Linked DNA regions of Hordeum vulgare: region 1 is linked to region 2. The links are chromatin contacts, called in public Hi-C maps. All regions are on one chromosome and are shown on one strand. The core of a region is the stretch at or near the end of the contact, and the rest is flanking DNA. Distances in the headings are between cores, read along the strand shown. Region 1 has its middle 38 kb from the start of LOC123411567. Region 2 holds the start of LOC123407452 (heavy metal-associated isoprenylated plant protein 35-like).

Region 1 (3,895 bases), core at 1,083-3,582, 68 kb after region 2:
GTCCGCCTCTGCGACGGCGTCGCCGCCACCCATTTGCCGGTCTCGGCACACCTCCCCCAAACGTTGTCACCTCGCCGCCACCACCGTCGCGTCGCCAGGACTTTTCCAGGCCAGCCACCTGGTCCAAGGGAGGCGAGCGTCTCTTCACCGGCCAGCTCCTTCGACGTCGCCCGCAAGGTTTTCAGCAGTTTGCTAAGGTACGAAATGGACTCCGCCGGCGAGTTCTTTTTCCACAATTTCCTTTGCGACTCTGATGATTCCTCGTCCGATGAGGAGGAGGAGATCTTGGTTGTCGTGTTGGTCCATCACCACCTTAATAGCCAGCGGCCGTTGTTCCGTGGCTCAATCTCCTGACACCTTCCGACGTTGAATCGTAACCGAGAGAACGGTCATTTTCTTCTTTGGAATGACTATTTTGACTAAACTAATCGGCTGTTCAAACATCAGAAATTCTGACGGTGTTATCGTATGGCTAGGCATGTTTTCAAGCATATTAGAGAGGGGGTTGTCATATAAGATAATTATTTCGAGTGCAAAGATGACGTCCTTGGAAAGATTGGCTTCTCATCTTATTAGAAATGCACTGCAGGCATTGGATGCTAGCATACGGAGTGTCCGGTGATCTCATTGATGAGTACGTCCGTATGAGCGAGTCTACATGTCTGGAGTACATGTACAGGTTTTGCAAGGTTGTGATTGTTGTGTTTGGTCCTGAGTACTTGAGAGAGCTGACTCCTCAAGATACAACCCAATTGTTGGTAATGAATGCCAGCAGAGGCTTCCAGAGATGCTTGACAACATAGACTGCATGCACTAGGAGCCTAAGAACTGCCCTACAACTTGGCAAGGGCAGTATATAAGGGTCATGTCAAGGCTTGCACTGTCATGCATGAGGTTGTGGCCTCATAAGATCTGTGGATCTGGCATTTTTTTTGGCATGGCCGAAACACATAATGATATCAACGTGCTTCAACGCTCGCCGGTGTTTGCAAGGCTTGCGGAAGGCAACAGGCCACCGGTGAATGTTACCATCAATGGCCACAACTACGATAAACGATACTACCTGGGTGACGGTATCTACCCTCAGTGGACCATTCTTGTGAAGACAATCTTCGACCCTGTCGATGAGAAAAGGAAAAGATTTTCCCAAGAGCAAGAGAGTGTTAGGAAGGACGTCGAGCGTGCCTTTGGTGTTTTGCTATCTCTATGGGGCATCGTTCGGTACCCTGCTAGGATTTGGAGCACCAAAAAGTTGTGGGAGGTGATGATAGCTTGTGTGATTATGCACAATACGATTGTAGAAGATGAGCGTCCAGAATGTATCTACGATCAACGATTTCAGTTTCAGGGTCGGAATATTGTGCCTGAGCATAGAGGAGCAGTAATATTTGAATAGTTCGTCCAATTTCATTATAAAATGCATGGTAAGAAAACTCACATGTAGTTGCAAAACGATTTGGTTGAGCAGATAAGGTCTCATGTTGGCAGCCAATCAAAAATATGTCATGTGTGTAATTTGACTATGAAAAGAAAACTCTGAGCCGCGCCCAAGGCAAGACTGCATAGCAGATGCTTAGACACGATGCTGCAACTCAACTAAAGGTGTGCTGCAGCATTATCAACTTTATTTGAGTACCAACTATTTGTAGTTGAGTCCTGCGTGGAACCAACTATTTGTAGAATACGTTATCATCTTGGAAAAATCTGTTGTTCGTGCTGTTGTGGTTTTGAAAACAGCGATCTTGCCATCTTGGTAAATGGCTGATGCTCGCAGCACATGTTTTTTTAGAAAAAGATGTTAAACCCCTAATCTCTACATCAATCGATGTATGCAGTCATTATTAATAATTATTTCATAAAGTTTTGATAAAAACATTTATCAATTCATCCGAAACCATTATTCACATCTACAAATTTGATAATGTAAAGTTCTTTCACTCCATATATTTAAACCAGTGTTCGCGTTAATTTATTCATATAATGTATCGGAATTAAGAATCATCAGAGTGCATTTTGAGGAGTCACCATACGTATTTTTCTCCTGAATCTCTTCATAATAATAAAGCACGTAATGTTTTTGTCGTCCGTCGTGGAAATTTTGCAAAAAAACCCCTCCATTTTCGAGGATTAAACCGGCAGTCCTTATGTAAGTCAAGTCGAACCGTTATTTTATGTTTTGCACAAAACCCCCTATATTTTATCTGAACTAACCCGCAGTCCCTTTTCTAAATGACTAGGAACCGCTTTTTAGTTTTACATAAAAACCCCTGTCGTATGATCAAATTCTAATCAAGGTAGCCAGTTGACTTATAGCATACGCCTAAGTTTTAAAAAACATATAAAAAAGGTTTCGCAGGGAATCCTCGCATGGGCCGGTCCAAACATAGAGACCAGCTATACTACGCTCTGCTCGGTGAAAAATAAACAGCACGCCCATTTGGGCCAGCCCATGGGCGGGGGCCTGTTTTTAGTTTTTTAATTATTATTTATCTGTTGCTTTTTATTTTTTCTATTTCAAATAAATCAACAAAAACTTTAGAAATTCAAAAAAAAATATTTACATAAATGTTTGATAAAACATAAAAATTTTGATAAAACATAAAATTTTGCGAATTCAAAAATTGTTCGGAATTTTTGTAAAATGTTTCATATTAAAAAAATCGTAGTTTTGGAGAAAACATTCGTGAATAAAAAAAAGTCTATCATTTTAAGAAATTTCTTTAATGCAATTAAAAAAATGTTTGATAATTCAAAAAATTGAATTATTTGCCAATTCATGAGAAAATACTTGAAAATAGATCGTAATATAAAATATTGTTTGGAATTTTAAAAAAAAGTTTATAAATAGTAAAAAATGTTTTCAATTTTAAAAATGTTCCCAAATTTTTAAAAATGTTCATGAATGATCGAATGTATGCAGTTCAAAAGTAATGTTTATGAGTCTTTTAGATTATATACCTGAGTGAATTTTGAAGAATTAATTGTCAGGGTGGATCAGAATATTATAGTATATTTTTAAAAATGTTTCTTGAAATTCAGAATAATTCTTTGAGTTACCAAGTTTTTTGACAATCATGATATTTTTAAAAAAATATGAACATTGTTTCAACTTGTGAATTGTGAATAAAATTAAAAAAAGAAATATTTTCTTACATTTGTGAATAAATTTTCAAAATCATGCGATGAGATATGAATATAATATGGTCATCATCGTTGAAGAAGGTGATTTTTTTTCTCCCGTTACAACGCACGGATCCTTTTGCTAGCATCTGTAAACCAAACTCGTGTCATCCCGTGGTAGAAAATGACCATATGATTCGCCCTGACACCTGTTGGACTGAGCATGGATGACTGATGAGATCTGATAACCCACTTGGGTTGTACCTAGCAAGTTGCGTGATCGAAATCACGACACGGGTAAACATACATCTGGTCATAGTGAGAAGTAAGAGAACCTACATCTGGACGCCTCAGAATCTGTGGCAGCTGGTCATAAAGATAAGATTCAGACGGATACCTTAAATGAGACTTAAATGTCCGAACAGATTGACACTCTTTATATTTAACAGAAATATAAAATGGATATGGGTGTCCGGGCGCGGTCGCCACGTATGATCGACAGCCCGATCCACAACAAATTTGTTAGAGTTTAATTAATTATGTAATTAATTAAGTTAATCCCTACTCGTAACCGCACGCACGATGCAGGAACCGCACGCACGATGCGGGAACCGACATATGCAGGAACCGCCTTTCCCTGTCATATAAAGTTCATCATCAAGAATAAAGTGAACAGTGGTTTTTCATTACATCTCTCTTTTCAATTACAACACGTTATCAGCACTGCTTCTTCTAAGAGCGCGTTCGACGAGAAGAGATAGACAGGAAGAAGAAA
Region 2 (3,853 bases), core at 1,133-3,632:
GAGGATCATAGCCTCGTATGGTGGTTTGTTTCCGGTGGGCGCACTTTGACGTGCTGCCGCTGTTGGCATTTGTTTCTTCTTCTTTTTCTTTTGGGTTTGTTGTGATGTTCGTTCGAGCGATTTATGTATCGGTGTTGCTTGCTTTGTAATACGAAAGTGAAAAAAAATCATTTTTCGATAAGGTCCCATGCATATGGTGTCGAGGCTATTCATGAGTAGGCGAGAAGAATCAAAGAAGGATATCCTCTAGATATGATTGGGTTGGGAAAGGACGACATTTATGTTATGTTTTACTCCCTCCGTCTCAATATAAGTGTCGCTGCTTTAGTACAAAATTTATATTAACTTAGTACTCCCTCCGTCTTAAAATTCTTGTAAGTTTGTCTAGAAATGAATGTATCTAAATACTAAAACGTGACTAGATACATTCATATGTAGACAAATATAAGACAAGAATTTTGGGACGGAAGAAGTATAAAATTTGCGTCATTTATTTTGGGACAGAGGGAGTACATTGTGCAAAATCCTATCTATGGTACTCCCTCCGTTACGGTTTAGAAGGCACAGTTAGACTTGCATGCGTTTCCAAAATAGACAAAGATTAAGGCGCGTTGCATTTACTCCTAGCAGCTAATTAGTACTCCGTTGTACTACTTCTATATGCATGCGTAGTGTGAATGCTATTTTTTAACTTATTTCAGAGCCAATCAATAACCACTTAGGTCCTAGAGAATTTGTATGCACGCCTTCTAAACCGTGACGGAGGGAGTAGGGAAGATTTCATTGATGCTATGCTACATGTAAAGGCTTATCTCATTACAATTACATGCTCTGTTTATAGAACACTAATAACAATAATAAAGAAGAAGAGGAAAAATGGATTGGTCAAGGAGAGCTTTAAGCCGCCTTTTCTTAGCTACTCTGCCGCCGGTGGCTAGCTGGAGCTACGCCGCGCCATACGTGTCCATGTCTCGGTGAAATCACATGACGCTGCACGAGTTGGGGTTCTCGTCGTCGAAGAGGCGGTACGAGTCCTGGAGCGGCGGCGGAGGTGGCGGTGCCGGTGGCGTGTGCGTCCCGGGCGGGCTGTAGTAATCCGGGTAGTACGACTCCAGCGACGCGTGCGGGTACGGCATGTAAAGGTACGACGGCGACCATTGCTGTTGCGGCGGCGGAGGTGGCGGTGCCGGTGGCGTGTGCGTCCCGGGCGGGCTGTAGTAATCCGGGTAGTACGACTCCAGCGACGCGTGCGGGTACGGCATGTAAAGGTACGACGGCGACCATTGCTGTTGCGGCGCCGGCGGTGGGTGCTGCGGCTGCATGAGGGAGGAGTACCCGGGCTGCGGCTGCGATGGCTGCTGCCGCATGGAGTAGCCCTGCTCCGGCTGCGGCGCGTAGTAGGACACGCTCGCTGCCGGATGCGCCGTGTGGTAGCTCGTCACCGGCTGCGGCGCGTTGTACGGGCTGAACTCCTGGTGCGCGGGCGTCGGCGCCGGAGATAGGGACCTGTCCGCCGCAGCTGCATCCTTAGGCTTGCTCTGTTCCTCCTTGGCCTCGCCCTGGTCATTGCCGGCCACCTTTGTGTCCTCCTTTGCTTTGGGCTCGGCCGCCGGGCCCTCGCCGTCGCCGCCGTCTTTCTTTGCCTCAGCGCTTGGTTTCGTGGCTTTCGCCTCCTCTTTCTCATCCTCCTTCTTCTCAGACTCTGCTTCCTTCTCCGTCTCAGGCGTCTTGTCCGGGGCCGTCTCCTCCTGCTCCGGCGTCCTGTCCGAGCTGTCGTCGGCCTGCGGCTCCTTCACAGGCTCCGCCGGGTTCTTGTCCGCCGCCGCAGCAGCATCGTTGCTGCTGACCTCGGCCGGCGGCGGGGCCTCGGGGTTCTTGGCAGGCGTGTGTTGCCATGGCAGGGCCTGCTTGCCAGACTTGTAGAGCGTCTTGACGAGCGTCTCGGCGTCCACGGTGCCCGTCACCAGCACCTTGTGCTGCTGGGCATCCACCTTCACGTCGTGCACGCCTGAACCAACATCCCAACCAGAACAAAACGACGACCACTTACACTTAGTAGTTAATTAACGCGAGGATGAAAGAAGAGAGTGACTGACGCTAGCTGCGTACCTTGGATGCTCTTGAGCACCTTGCGGACCTTCTTCTTGCAGCCATGGCAGTGGATGGACACCCTCAGAACAAAGGTCTGCACGCAGCAGATCCAAGAAACACGACGTACGTCAAAAAGAGCAACTGATTCATCTATGGACGGGAGCGGAGCAAAATGGTGTACCTGCACGGCCGGCTGTCCGGACGCCATGGGATGGGATGGGAGTAGTGCGCTGTGGGAACTCAGGGGAGGCCGCTGCTGTGTGCTGCTCAACTTATAGCGGCCGGATGGGGATCCGTTCATACCTCACTGACACGTACGTTAGCACAAAAGGCGGCGGTGGTGTATCCGTTCAGTTCTTAGGTACTCCCTATGACATGTACAATGATGTAGTCTTAGCAGTGTAATGTAGAATAAATAATATGTTGTCTTAGCGGTGTAATGTAGAATAAATAATGAGGTGGACGAGGTAGAACTTATAAGAAAGTATTTATCTTCTTTTATTTAAGAGATAACAAAGATGACCTCTTAGCACAATATGTCTCATCATGTTTTTTAAAATAACTAGTTATTGAAGATAAGGTTAAAAGATGACCCATTGTAAGATATATTTATTGTTATCTCTGGTTTGATCTATTTACCCATTATTCCTTAATAGAGTTCTCGAGGTGCCAAGTAGATGTGTCAAGGTCTTTTAAATATTTGCCTCTCTCATGCTACCGAGGGAGGCATGTGTCACGGTTATTGTTTTTTTCTCTTTCTGAAACACGGAACCAACATACGAATGATTTCTTAGAGTTATTGTTATTGGCCTTTTTTCTTTAGTTGCACAAGGCGAGCCTGAACCACAAAACATGCATATGAATGGTGGAGAGTTATCTTCCTATCCACAACCACAAGCTTTTTTTTATCGTGGCCTTCGGGGTACATAAGATAAACTGTCCATATCTTTGGTCACTTTTCTGTGTACTACGTCCTGTTGCACTCATGTGTTGTGTGACCAACAGCTGCCTGCCTGCATGATTGTTGTGAAACACGGAGCCAGCATAAGAATGATTTATCAGATGCAGTCGTCGTAGCATTATTGTTACACATCCATCAGCAAGTTGTACTCTATGCCTATCACTTGCCATTTCGTGGCTCTGATGGGCGTAGAATTTTGCACTAGATGTATACTCCCTCCGTTTCATAATATAAGTCTTTTTAAAGATTTCACTAAAAGACTACATACGGATGTATATAGACATACTTTAAAGTGTAGATTCACTCAATTTACTCCGTATGTGGACCCTTAGTGAAATCGCTTAAAAGACTTATATTTAGGAACGGAGGAAGTATATAGGAAATAGTTCTGGGCGGCTCTGTTTTGTTAACTGAAGTTTTTGTTCCTCCAGAGCGTGCGAGTGTGCCGGTTTTGTTGGTTGCTGGGGAATTGAAAGGAGAGAGCGGCACGTCTCCGTCTCCTCGCATTCATTCATTCATTCATTGGTAGGTGGGGAATTGAAGGGATAACATTAACAAGTCGGGGTGCAACCAACACTCAAGAATACGGCGCCTGCCATACGTACTCGCGTCAGGTACCCACCATTCGTCCGTTTCTACAGAAACTCCGTTGTTTGCTGCGTGTATATATTGACACGACTTGCCGATGGATCGGTTGATGCACGTATGGTTCGATCGGGCATGGCGCATGCCATCTGACAACTTTAATTGTTTGTACGTAGGTGCTGTGTCTACGTTCCACGTCATCCCTCATACACTTGC

Evidence for each region. Hi-C and Micro-C count contacts between places; a contact is called where the count stands out from the background.
Region 1: a contact with region 2 is called in a Hi-C map of seedling, with 2.0 times the contacts expected there. The contact joins the enhancer-like site here to the promoter of LOC123407452 in region 2. A contact is called at or near these places in 2 of 6 Hi-C or Micro-C datasets (leaf and seedling).

What each region holds. Positions count from the first base shown.
Region 1 is chr7H:620,790,814-620,794,708 of MorexV3_pseudomolecules_assembly, forward strand. No RefSeq gene overlaps it. Among protein-coding and RNA genes, the nearest start is that of LOC123411567, 38 kb to the right of the region's middle. Within about 2 kb of position 2,333, at least 3 of the 3 cell types and tissues checked have open chromatin away from gene starts, as enhancers often do. A contact at or near this core is called in leaf and seedling, where this site is marked.
Region 2 is chr7H:620,723,145-620,726,997 of MorexV3_pseudomolecules_assembly, forward strand. It overlaps LOC123407452 (heavy metal-associated isoprenylated plant protein 35-like), which reads right to left and starts at 2,383. Exons shown (of 3, transcript XM_045100588.1): 1 at 2,273-2,383; 2 at 2,110-2,185; 3 at 763-2,008. The coding sequence starts at 2,299. The coding sequence ends at 981.